3 separate regions of the Mus musculus genome follow, and all the other regions are linked to region 2. A link is a contact called in public ChIA-PET and Hi-C data. All regions are on one chromosome and are shown on one strand. The core of a region is the stretch at or near the end of the contact, and the rest is flanking DNA. Distances in the headings are between cores, read along the strand shown. Region 1 has its middle 11 kb from the start of Gm4285. Region 2 overlaps Siah3 (siah E3 ubiquitin protein ligase family member 3). Region 3 overlaps Lcp1 (lymphocyte cytosolic protein 1).

Region 1 (4,167 bases), core at 1,407-3,906, 320 kb after region 2:
CTCAAAAAACCAAAAAAACCCAAAAAAAAATATATATATATATTTATATTTATATTTATGTTTATATTTATATATAAGTACACTGTAGCTATCTTCAGACACACCAGAAGAGGGCATCAGATCTCATTACAGATGGTTGTGAGCCACCATGTGGTTGCTAAGATTTGAACTCAGGACCTTTGGAAGAGCAGTAGGTGCTCTTAACTGCTGAGCCATCTCACCAGCTCCTGTATCTTTTATCATACTGTCTTAGTTAGGGTTTCCATTGCTGTGAAGAGACACCATGACCAAGGCAACTCTTATGAGGACAACATTTAATTGGGACTGGCTTAAAGGTTCAGTCCATTATCATCATGGCAGGAAGCATGGCAGCATGCAGGCAGACACGGTGCTGGAGAAGGAACTAAGAGTTCTACTTCTTGAGTCTAAAGAAGACTGCTCTCCAGGCAGCTAGGGTATTAAAGTCCACCCCACCCTCCACAGTGACACACTTCCTCCAACATAGCCACACCTACTCCAACTGGGCCACATCTCCTAATAATGCCACTCCCTGTTTGTCCTAGAAGTCAATTTATAAACCAGGTTGGCTTGAACTCAAGGGCTATGCCTACCTCTACTTCCAGGGTGCTGAGATTAAAGGGGTGTGCCATCACGCCCAGTGCTGCCAAGTACTTTACCACACAAAGTAACAATAAACTGTTATGTGCCAGACTTTTAAAAAGATCTTTTGGGAGCTGGAGAGATGGCTTAGCAGTTAAGAGCACTGACTGCTCTTCCAGAAGTCCTGAGTTCAATTCCCAGCAACTACATGGTGGCTCACAACTATCTGATGCCCTATTCTGGTATGTCTGAAGACAGTGACAGTGTACTCACATAAATTAAACAAATCTTTAAAAAAATCTTTTAGGTTTATGTGTATAAATGTTTTGCCTGACACCGGGCAGTGGTAGCACATGCCTTTAATCCTAGTACCCGGGAGGCAGAGGCAGGCGGATTCCTGAGTTCGAGGCTAACCTGGTCTACAGAGTGAGCTCCAGGACAGCCAGGGCTACACAGAGAAACCCTGTCTCAAAAAACAAAAAACAAAAACAAAACAAAAAATGTTTTGCCTGTATGTATATTAACCACCTGTGTGCCAGGTACCCAGGGAGGTGTGGAGAGAGTGGTGCTGGTAGAACTGGGATTGGTTGGAACTGGAGTCAGTAGTGAGGCACCACGTGGGTGATGGGAACCAAACCCAAGTCCTACACACACACACACACACACACACACACACACACACACATCACACACACCGTGGTAACCAAAACAGTTCTTCAGAATAAGAAGTAAGAAGTTTCGGTGCCCTAAACTGGAATTATTTCGTTCATGAATGTTGGCATTCCTTCTAGGCTCAGTTACCTGGCAACAGCCAGGTAGGCGTGGCTTTCTACAAAAGTGACAGTTTGGCTCCTCCTCCATGTCTCTGCCCCTTCTGTCTCTCTTCTCTCCCTGACCCCTTTCTCCCTCTCTTCCCTTCCCCCTCCATCCCCTCTCTCTGCATGTTCCTGGCCAGCCTCTCCCCTCCTCTTCTCTCTCTCTCTCTTTTCTTTCTCTCTGTCCTCCTTTGTCCCTTCTCAGCTCCTCTTTCCATGCCCCCAAATACTCTATTCTATAGCATATATCTCCTTAGGCTGGTACCTCAGGAGGAAGGGATGCTTCAGTATGAGCCCGCCAAGGCACCCCTCCCACCTCACCATACTGTGCCCTACTAAACACATCCTCGTCTTTTTTAAAGCACAACAATGAGGGCGGGTGCGATTTGATGTACACACCTTTTAAAGGTCCCAGGACTTCTCAACACTCCTACACTGGAGCTTTCAGTGTGACCTCTAGTGATGAGAACGCATGTTCAATCCACAGCACCCACGGGCCTGAGAACAGGAAAACGCCAAGAAACCCAGAGTGTCTGGGAAGCACTGAAGCCAGCAGCCAGCGGCAGAGGCATGGGAGGCAAGGAGTCCACAGTGGAACTGAAGATGCTGGGGCAGCCAAGCTGGAGGAGCTGTAGAAAGGAGGGCTCGGGCAATAAAAGGTAAGGGTCAAAGTCTGATCTGAGTTCAATCCCAGCGACACACATGATGGAAAGAGGAAACTGACTCCCGCAAATTGTCCTGACATTCACAAGAACGCCACGACTGGTTCACATGTGCACACACACACACACACACACACACACACACACACACACACACACACATAAATATTAGAAAAAAAAATTTAAGAAGAAAGAAGGTGCATGTAACAGGAGGGAAACAGAGCCAGGAAATCCAAGAGCAGACGCTGCCATGGAAACAGTGGGGGGAGGGGGGGGAGCCAGGAGATTAGAGAAGTTGCCCTCTCAAGCACAGCTCCATCCGAACTTTCAGGAAACTGCTTTATCCTGTGCGTCCTAACCTCATGCTATCAAAACCTCAAAATCAAGGAAGAGCCAATGCCTGACATAGCAGCCTCCTAATAGAAAACCCAAGCTACCCAAGAGCCAATATGAGTCTTCTTAAACTTCTGAATCTGGCAGGAAACCCTTGCCGGAAATCCACACAGAACACAGGGACATGAGCCACACACATCCGGACTGGACAGAGACAGGTCACATGATCTGCATTTTTCCACTTGTAAGTTAGTGGAAAAGAAGGGGAGGAGATATGCAGATTAAAACTTTTCGAAGGTGGTGATGGGTAGGGGTGCCTAAGTCTTAAGAAAGGACCCACGAGTCACAGAGAAGACAAGAGGAACCATGTCTCCATACCCGCAGCTCCACAGGAGAACAGGAAGGCAGGAGGCTGCTTCTAAAGGCAAACCCAGCGGCTCTGGTGAAGACAGGCCTCCCTCATGGCAAGCTCACAATACTCACAAGCCTCAAAACTAGCTGTGAGGTTTGGTGAGACAATGACTCCTCGGTGAAGCGGGCAGGGATCCCTCTGTATGACTCAGAGGTTGCGTGCCATCGACAGAGAAGATCTACGTTTTGTAACTGAGCTATCCCGAGAGCCTGAGAAAAGAACAGGGAACCCCAAATTTAACCCGCCATAACCCCAGGATGAGAAGCAACTCTGGGAGGCAGTTGTGGGGAGTGGAAGGGTGAGACTCAGACAAGACCAAGAGTGCAGGTTGGCAGGAATCCGGAAGTGAGCGCATAGCGGAAAATCAACTCCCACCTGGGTTTCTGAGAGCTGATCTCACTAGCTGAGAACAACCCTGGAGTCTGGCAGCCTGCGGTCCACAGTGGGATCAGGTCACCCTCTAGCCTAGATCTAAAGCCACCTGGCTGCTGTCACTGCTATAGAACTGCTAGAGTTGAAACTTCAGCGCGCCCCTTGCTAGCCACAGCCGCGTCTCTCAGCAGCCTGAGCTGCGCTTGGAAGACCTCCACCTGCTGTGGTTGCTTACTTCGTCCCCAAGGCAGCTGGGTGCCCTGCCAGCTGCTTCAGCTGCTTTGGGCATCGCAGGCTTCGAAGTCTTGGGGATGCTAGGGAGGGAGCCTTGGGAGGCTGAGAAAGCAGCCCCAGCCACAGACCTCAAAGCCAAAAGTGGCAGTAGTGGCCCCTAGTGCGCAAAGAAAGGAGCAGCAAAGAGCTCAGCACAGCTTCAGCAGAGACAAATTCAACTCACCTGCCGCACCTCTGGCCAGGACCAGTGGTCCCAGTTTCTGAGAAGTGGAAATAAGTAGTTGCGTTGTTCATTCTTTTCTTTTTTCTCGCCTCTTCTTTCTTTCCTCTCCGCTCCCCTCCTTTTCTTTCCCCTCTCCCTCCTCTCCTCCTCTGCCCTCTCCTCTCCGGTCCCCTCCTGTTCCCTCCCCTCCATTATGTTCTCCTTCCCTCCCCTCCCCTCCTGTCTCCTCTCCTTTCTTTCTCTCCCCTCTCCTACTTCTTTCTCCCTTTTCTTCGTTTTTCTGTTTGTTTGGGTTTTTTGTTGTTGTTTGAGACCGGGTTTCTCTGTATAGCCCTAGCTGTCCTGGAACTCTCTGTAGACCAGGATAGACCGGAACTAGAGATCCACCTATCTCTGCCTCCTGAGTGCTAGGATTAAATTAGGCACCTGTCACCATCACCGGCCATCTATTTATTTATTTACTTACTTTCACATTTTTTCATTTGATTATACCTTTAGCAGTGTCTTCATGTCTTA
Region 2 (3,728 bases), core at 987-3,486:
AGTCCATCATGGCAGAAAGTGTGACAGCATGCAGGCAGGCATGATGTTGAAGAAGTAGTTGGGAGCTACATTCAGATCAGAGAGAGAGAGAGGAGAGAGAGGAGAGTCTGTGGACTTGGCATGGGATTTTGAAATCTCAAAGCTCACTTCTAGTGACACACTCACTGAAACAAAGCCACACTTTTTAATCCCTCAAATCCTTTCAAATAGTGCCACTCATCTATGAACCTATGGGACCATTCTTATTCAAACCACTAGTCATCTTATGGGAGGATAGGCATAGAGATAAACAATAATCTTTGCTTGTGCTGAAGTTATCTCTGTGATGGATAATAGGTAAGGAAGTGTGGGGCTCTTCAACCATCTGTTAGGTCAATGAGCCTGTCAAGGTGCATGAGAGAAAAATCAGTCTAGATCTACCCAGGGAATGGACAGATTTCCTGTATTAATCCAGCAGATTGCACTTCCCAATCTATTTGCCCCTTACAATTGAAAACCAAATGATTGATACTTTCCAGTCAACTCCCAAACGTAAAAGCAGAGTAAATGCCTCTCTGGCTGGTGACGTTTCTTCTTCAAGGCTTCTCTTTTACTTTCCACCCTAACAGCTAGAAATGGGTGTGAGCCTGCCCCCTTCTCAGGCTTGAATCTATGTCCCATTCCTGTCAGGTTCAGGGTGAGAAGCTTCCAGGACTCCATCCTGATGAACTCACAGCTGCGAATTAATGGAAAGACACACACACACACACACACACACACACACACACACATACACACATGCATATACACTCACACAGACACACACATGCACACATGCACATGCATGTATGCACACGCACACTCAATGCACACGCATGCATTCACATGAACACTCACACACATGCACACACGTATACATACACTTATACATGCACATGCACACATTCATACACACATGCACATACACATGCATGTGCACTCTTACATGCACACACACACACACACACACACACACACACACACATTTCCCCAGGAGCTGAGGAGCCAAGATGGAGGGCAGAGCCACAAGAGCATGTGTGCAGAAATAGGGTTCAGTTGATGCTTTCATTCTTTCTTGGAAATTGTGTGTACTCACTGATCTTCTGTTAGCCACCTAGAACTGCAAAGTGCTAGTCTGGCCCACCATAGGACTCGGCCCTTGGCAAACTAAATAAAATCCCTGTCATCAACAACTCTAGCCCAACTGAGGAGAGAAGACCACCAACTAGTGACTTTCGGTGCAGGCTGAATAAAGAAGAGAGTTGTCTGATGCTCAGTTGTTTTATGACCGTATCACAAGTCAGAGGGCCAGATAGTATCCCTACCCAGAGTAGGTGATTGGCTCAAGCAGGCAGCAGGCTGGGACCATGGCTGACACAGGTGCGTGAGGTAAAGGACTAGTCTGGAGGAGGCTCTTACTAACACATCTGTGCTGCAAAGGCGTACCAAGCAGCTGTGTGTTACACACTGTGTGTTACACACACTGTGCTCACATCCACAAGGATTCTAGTGAGAAAAACTAGATAAACCAACTAATCCTGCGTAGGCAAGGGGCAGGGAGGACCTAGAAGCTAAAGGAGAACGCTGTGATCTCGGGGCTAGCGACTCAAGGATGTTTTGCTGTGGTTTTCATGGCATCATCCCCATTTTCTTTCCCATCCTTCACAATAAACAAGGTTCTCCCTTATAGGAGGACCAGCCTGGGGTGTTCTGAGAGCACAGACCAGTGTCTATGTGGCCATCCCTTTGGATCTCTTATTTTATTACTCCTGGGTCTTGGTTTGGAATATGTTTGTCTGTCACAGTTGTTTTCTTCTGTCTACAGTTTCCCTGTTTCCCTCTCTTCTGTCTACAGTTTCCCTGTTTCACCACCTATGGTGTCAATAGATCCTGGCTTAACTGTCTCCAAACCCAACTCATGGGATTTTAGTCAATAGAAGGGAACTGCATTCAGGAAGGGTTCTTTTTGTTTGTTGGGATGCTGGTGTTGGGATGCTGGGGGTGGGGGGGGATTGGGTCTCTCTCTCTCTCTCTCTCTCTCTCTCTCTCTCTCTCTCTCATTCTTTGGCAGTGCACCCATAGTGCATTTCAGTCCTTTTCATTGCCCTCCCATCTCCCTTGCTCTGTAACCTTCTCTACAACAAGGTCCCTCCCACTCCGTGACTTCCTTTTACATGGGATCCACTCATTCCGTTAGAGTTGCTTACAGGAAATGGGTAGGTAGCCTTTTGGTTTTGGTTGTGGTTTTCTTTTCTTCTGACGCAAGAGCCACTGCTCAGTGGCTACACCCATTGAAGAAAGTGACATATTCTCCCCCAGCAACAATTAACTGTCAATAGTTCCTGCCCATGAAGTGGAGGGCCTCCTCCCACCCATGATGAACTGTTAGCTGGACCAATCTTGTACATATAACCACAGTTGATGAAAGCAGTGGCCATGTCACGTCCAAAAGATGGACTTCTGCCCATCCCCCATCCTCTGCTCGATGTCCCCTGAGCCCTGGAAGGGAAATGCAGTGTTTAGGGGAAAACGCTCCACCATCACTTACTCTTGGCGCTTGGATCAGTAATGAGTCTCTGCCTTAACTGCTCCTCTCTGCTCACAGAAGCTTCTCCGAGCGAGGCTGAGAACAGCACTAAGCCATGGTTATAAATACGAGTATTGAAAAGGCAACTTGAGCCTTTGAGACAGGGTCTCACACTGTAGCCCAGGCTGACCTCAAACACATGGTGATCCGTTTTTGCCTCAGCCTCCCAAGTGCTGGAATTACAGTATGTAATGAAGTAAAATCTGAACTCTTAAAGGTATACAGCTACCAAAAGTCCCATCTCAGAGGCTGGGTACCAGATATTTAGAGAAGGAACTTTCAGGACCTACTCACCAAATGAGGAATTTTGTCTGACTTCCCTGGACTGATTCTCACACATCACAGAGAGTCCATTCTTAGCATCTGTTACACTGATTGACAGGCCACTAATTTCCCCAATGAGAACCCATGCGTAAGTGTTAATTAGCAGCATCTGGTGTGAATCAGAAATACAGATACCAATTGAGGCAATTGTACTCATTATCTCTGGTGTATGGTCTTTCCCAATAAAACGTTAGGTGATCATGCTGAGGTGTGAATTCCCGAACCAGGCATCAGCAGCCCCGGGAGCACGGTGTTAAAAAGTGTATGCATTTAGATCTGTGTGAACATATTTTAAAGAAGAATGCAGGCATGGTCCATGGCCCACAGGAACATGTCACCCAGCCATTCACTGAAATTCAGCTGAGCGCTGAATCTGAGGACATGAGGGAGAGTGTGCGCTACACTGTGGTGACCTGTCTCCGTGACAAAGGCTCAGTGTGCCTTCTCATCCGGCTTAGCTAGCTTACTGTCTGTGAAGAGTTCCCATGCCCCCCACCCTGCCCTCAGGCTTGTGATGGTCACAGCCACTGCAGGTTTTGAGGAAAAGAGAAACAGAGAAACCAAATGAGCAACATTTAGCTTTTCCCTCTGCCTGTCCTTCCCAGAAACAGAAAACATCTAAACACTAAAGCACCAAGTCGCATTCATTCTGACGTCTTGGATGACCTGACTGTGAACATGGGGTCAGGCCTTGACATTTGTCCCATTCTTTAGTCCTTGCCCCAAATGGCATGCCACTCAACCTGTTTGCTCTCTCACTCTTGAACAAGAGGCGTTGGCAACATTGAATCTGTCTCCT
Region 3 (4,133 bases), core at 842-3,341, 320 kb before region 2:
ACTGGATCAGCGTCTCTTTAGCCGTGTGTGAAGACATCCCAGAAAATAGGTCCCATGGGCCACTTTGACAGCTCTGCTGCTCTGAACTGCTCCACTGGGCAGCCGAGCAGGGACATCTACCTGGGGTTCAGAAAGAGATGCATCTTCTGGAACAGCTCTGTGTGTGACGAAAGGTAAGGACAGGGACAGTGGCTGGCCCCTGGGAGCCAGGCCCCCTCCCCCACTTGCTCACTTCTTAAGAGACATCTCCGGGGTCCAGCCACTACTCTGGTGGGCACTCATACCAACCACGTTGTTCTCTGCAAGCTCGGCTCTAATCTGCAGATTCACTGCTCAGCTACTGAGAGAAGTCTTGAGACTTTTTAACATAGAAGGGACTCCCCCTGTCAATATAGGGATGAAGAAACTGAGGCCCAGAGAACAAACTGGAGGTTAATGCTACACAGCCGGAAGGGAGGCAGGGTCTCCTCACGAGAGCCCAGACACAGCCTTCCCTCACTCCCCCTGCCTTTTATCCCAGTAGAGACTCATTTGGCAAACTTACTCATTTAGTGAATTGAGTGGGCTGATTTCGGTATTTGGTATTCTTAGTTATGTATGTCTGTATTTCTGTACTTTGAGACAGGGTAGTCCTGACTGGCCTAGAATTTTCGCCATGTAGCAAAGGCTGATCTCAAACTCAAGGAGAGCTTACTGTCTCAGTATCCTTTGTGACAGGCTTGTGGGTCCATGTCACGATGCCTGCCATGCTATTTTCATTTTAGATAGGCCTCCTCTCTGCTCCTTTTTTTTTCCTTTAATTTGCAAAGGTCTGTGTTTAACCTTTTCCACTCCAGGAAATCCCACTATTACATTAATCATCATCTACGCGTTACATTCAAGACTTGACGTTTAAGCGTGGGCTTCATGAAGCACTAGCCTTTGGGGCTCCCATTCTTGTTCCTCTTTCTGCATCTCTCAGCAACTAGAGCAGAGCTTTATACAGAAACAACTAGGTGGGATTTCATTCCTGGATGAGTGAATGGTGGTGTATATTCAGACGATAACTTTAGATTGATCGATATCAGTTCTTTGAACAAACGTTTTGGGCATGGTTCTTAAAAATCCCTGTCCTAGAGCAAGATGAACAGTAGCTGTGGATTCCCAAGAGGCCAGTACCATGGGTAGCACTGTAGCCTAAGCAAGAAGAGGGGTGCCAGTGTACTATAGTACCCTCAGACTCCAGCCTGGTGTATCACCCTTGCTTACAAAGCTTGGGGTGGTTATCTTGGTAGAGAGCAGGGGTATTAGGGATGTTCAAGAAAGGACAGGCGGGGCCGTGCAGTCTCTTGAGTTGGAGATGGGGCTGGGACCTGTCCCTGTAACCTCAGAAGCCCCTTGATTGAATGGCCAACTTCTAGAGGCTTTCAGAGCGTGGTGAGCAGGCTAGAGTGCTGGGACCTGCTGGCTTTCCTAGCAGTGTCGGCCCAGCTGCAGCTTCACGGGTGACAGGCCTCCTTTGTCTTCTCCCCTAAGGCCTTCAGGTCAGAGGCTGGAAAGAAAGGTGTCGGTGCCCTAGAACAGCCTGTGGGAAACTGGTGCATTGGCAGAAAAAAAAAGTCAAATTTGAGGTTAAACTTGATAGAAGGATTTGTAAGATTCCCTTTAAGTGCCCATTTATATCTGAGACCATTTGTAATTGAATTCATTTTTAAAAAGGTATGTTTGGGTATTTGCCTGCTTGTGTGTCTGTGTACCAATTGTGCACCTGGTGCACGTGGAGGTCAAAAGAGGGAGCTGGGTCCCTTGGAACTGGAGTTACTGGAGTTACAGATAAATGGGAGCTGTCATGTGGGTGTTAGAAATCTAAACCCAGGTTCTCTGCAAGAGCAGCCAGTGCTCTTAACCACTGAGGCATTTCTACAATCCCTAAAACTGAATTGAAAAAAACAAAAACCCACAAAAAAAACCCCAAAAATCAAAAACAAAAAAACAAAGTCATTTAAAAGCTGTGTTTTTGGAGTCATCCTTTCTCTGAAAGGTGAACATAAGGAACCCGTATCAGTGACACAGAGTAAGTTGCGGTATATTCTTTGTTAGCTCTCCTAAGGGTGTTCCTGTGAAGCAGAGTCGGCAAGCAGCTTTCACCCTTTTAAACTGTACGAATGTTTTCTTTGGCTACAGAACCGTGTCACATCTTTGCTTCATATCTTAGTCACCTTAAGCTACTGTCAGCCCCGGTAGCTCCTGTGTTGCTTAGACAGTGCGTTTCTGATCGTTCACCGTTCTCGGAGGTCTCCGGAAGCTCTGTCATCCCCCTGGTGGATGCTGAGATCCCCTGAGGTTGCTCAGATGCAACTGGGACCAAGAGTCAGAAGTTTCCAGTTTTCCTTCACCTACAGAGTCAGATTGCAGAGAAAGTGGGGCACAGGCAGAAGTGTGCCTTGATCCTGTGATACGAGGTGGCAGATGCCTGGGACTCTAGCAGGTGGATAACTGGTCACTACTGTCCCTAACCTTAACACTGATGCACCCAGAGTAGCCTGCGTCACCACACCGGGACAGGCCGCTGCCCCCCTCTTTCTGCTGTTTTCACAATCAGTTCTGAAACCTGAGAAATCCCCACTCCTAAGTCCACACTCACTTAGAGGAGCCGTGTTCTTCTGCAAATCCCTCAGCACTGTGATCTGTGGTAAACACCTAACACGCGGTTTCTGCATCTGGTCCTTGGGCAATTTGAGTCAAAATTCTTCGGTAATAACTCATTCTCACAAACCTTGTTGTCTGTCGAGAAGGAGCAGACTTTGTGGCTTCGGCAGCTGGGGAGGTATTGAGCTAGTTTTAAAATTAAGTAAACAACAAACAGAAAAAAAAAAAAAACCTAGCGATCTCTTTAGCCAACTGTCTTGGGATTCTATGGCGATGGATCGAAAAGGCCAAAGTCCCCACGGGAAAGCAGAAGTGACCCAGAGAAATGATTTGAGATTCGTTCTCTTAGATCTAATGGTTTGGGTAGGGATCCATAAGGGAAGGTCCTGAGCTTACTGCTAGTTGAAATGCTTCCTGGCAGAGCATTGTTAGTTGGTGTGGTCATTAGAAAGGGACACGTGAGCTGGTGAGATGCCTCAGCAGGTAAAGGTGATTGGGACTCAGCCTGACGACCGGAGTTGGATCCCTGGGTCCCCACATGCTGAAAGAAGAGAAACGGACTCATTCGAGTTTTCCTCTTACCCCTACTTGTTCGATGTAACACACCCACAGCCATACACTCCCCCACACTAAATAAAATACAATTAAATGTTTTACCAAAAGGTAAGGCACGGGCAGGGTCTGGGGATATAGCTCAGTGGAAGAACACATGATTAATATATATAGGCCCTAGAAGCAAAAAGAATAAATAGTATGAACCATACTCACAACAGAGTCTGTAAAGCTCAATTGAAAGTACTCCCTCGTGCCCTGGAAGACACGTGCCTTCTTTCTTTTTGGGCTCCTGATACCCAAGTAGGAGCCTTTACTGCTGCCTATATGGTGCTAGTATTGCAAAGCGACACCTTCCCCTGAGGACCTGGATAATAGGTGGTGATAAGATAGTCCACTCCTTCTAACTGCAGGAATGAAAATGGGCACAGTCCCCTCAGGCAAACACATAAACTATGTACGATATCTAAAATTAGACACTACTGCAGCGATGTCCTTCTTAGACATGGCTGGTGTGCATGTTAGAACATTAATCATGTCCTGCCCCACGCTGGGGAAGCACTCTCCTTTCCACACCGCACTTGGTCTAATTAGCTGAAGAGTCTCCTCTCTGTCAAAGTCACTGAGACTTTTAGGGGTAACTTCACCCTCTCTCTTCTCTTCTCTGTATTGGGAACACCAACTGGAACGGCCTTGGAGCATTTGTGCACAAAGCATTTCACGTGGTTGCATGACAGTTTACCCCGTGCATAAATCAGAAAACTGTAATAAACTTCATCTGATGCTCCAGTCTCTAAAAGTGGAGCTGTTTTTCTAGGTCCTGCTCAGCATGAAGGTAAAAGAAACACAATGATTTGTGTAAGTCTGGGCCCTACACAGCCCACAGTGGCCACAGCAACTTAAGCTGTCAGCTCCAACCCTCTTACCAGCCCATTTCTTATACTGCTTAAGTA

What was found. Hi-C and Micro-C count contacts between places; a contact is called where the count stands out from the background. ChIA-PET counts read pairs in DNA pulled down with a chosen protein or histone mark.
Region 1: an RNA polymerase II ChIA-PET map of memory CD8 T cells shows a contact between it and region 2, with 6 read pairs. The contact joins two enhancer-like sites. A contact is called at or near these places in 2 of 484 Hi-C or Micro-C datasets (both in the G1E-ER4 cell line) and 1 of 115 datasets of contacts at active chromatin or transcription factors (memory CD8 T cells).
Region 3: a contact with region 2 is called in a Hi-C map of Th1 cells, with 2.6 times the contacts expected there. The contact joins two enhancer-like sites. A contact is called at or near these places in 6 of 484 Hi-C or Micro-C datasets (CD4 T cells, the G1E-ER4 cell line and Th1 cells), 4 of 115 datasets of contacts at active chromatin or transcription factors (astrocytes, embryonic stem cells, memory CD8 T cells and 1 more) and 2 of 9 other capture datasets (adipose tissue and liver).

The regions. Positions count from the first base shown.
Region 1 is chr14:75,831,740-75,835,906 of GRCm38.p6, forward strand. No RefSeq gene overlaps it. Among named protein-coding and RNA genes, the nearest start is that of Gm4285, 11 kb to the right of the region's middle. Within about 2 kb of position 2,657, at least 407 of the 459 cell types and tissues checked have an H3K27ac peak or open chromatin away from gene starts, as enhancers often do. A contact at or near this core is called in the G1E-ER4 cell line and memory CD8 T cells, where this site is marked.
Region 2 is chr14:75,514,100-75,517,827 of GRCm38.p6, forward strand. All of the region lies in intron 1 of Siah3 (siah E3 ubiquitin protein ligase family member 3), which reads left to right. Among named protein-coding and RNA genes, the nearest start is that of Gm35966, 9.8 kb to the right of the region's middle. Within about 2 kb of position 2,237, at least 76 of the 459 cell types and tissues checked have an H3K27ac peak or open chromatin away from gene starts, as enhancers often do. A contact at or near this core is called in the G1E-ER4 cell line, Th1 cells and memory CD8 T cells, where this site is marked.
Region 3 is chr14:75,190,365-75,194,497 of GRCm38.p6, forward strand. The region is part of intron 2 of Lcp1 (lymphocyte cytosolic protein 1); the gene reads left to right. Among named protein-coding and RNA genes, the nearest start is that of Cpb2, 50 kb to the right of the region's middle. Within about 2 kb of position 2,092, at least 64 of the 459 cell types and tissues checked have an H3K27ac peak or open chromatin away from gene starts, as enhancers often do. A contact at or near this core is called in Th1 cells and memory CD8 T cells, where this site is marked.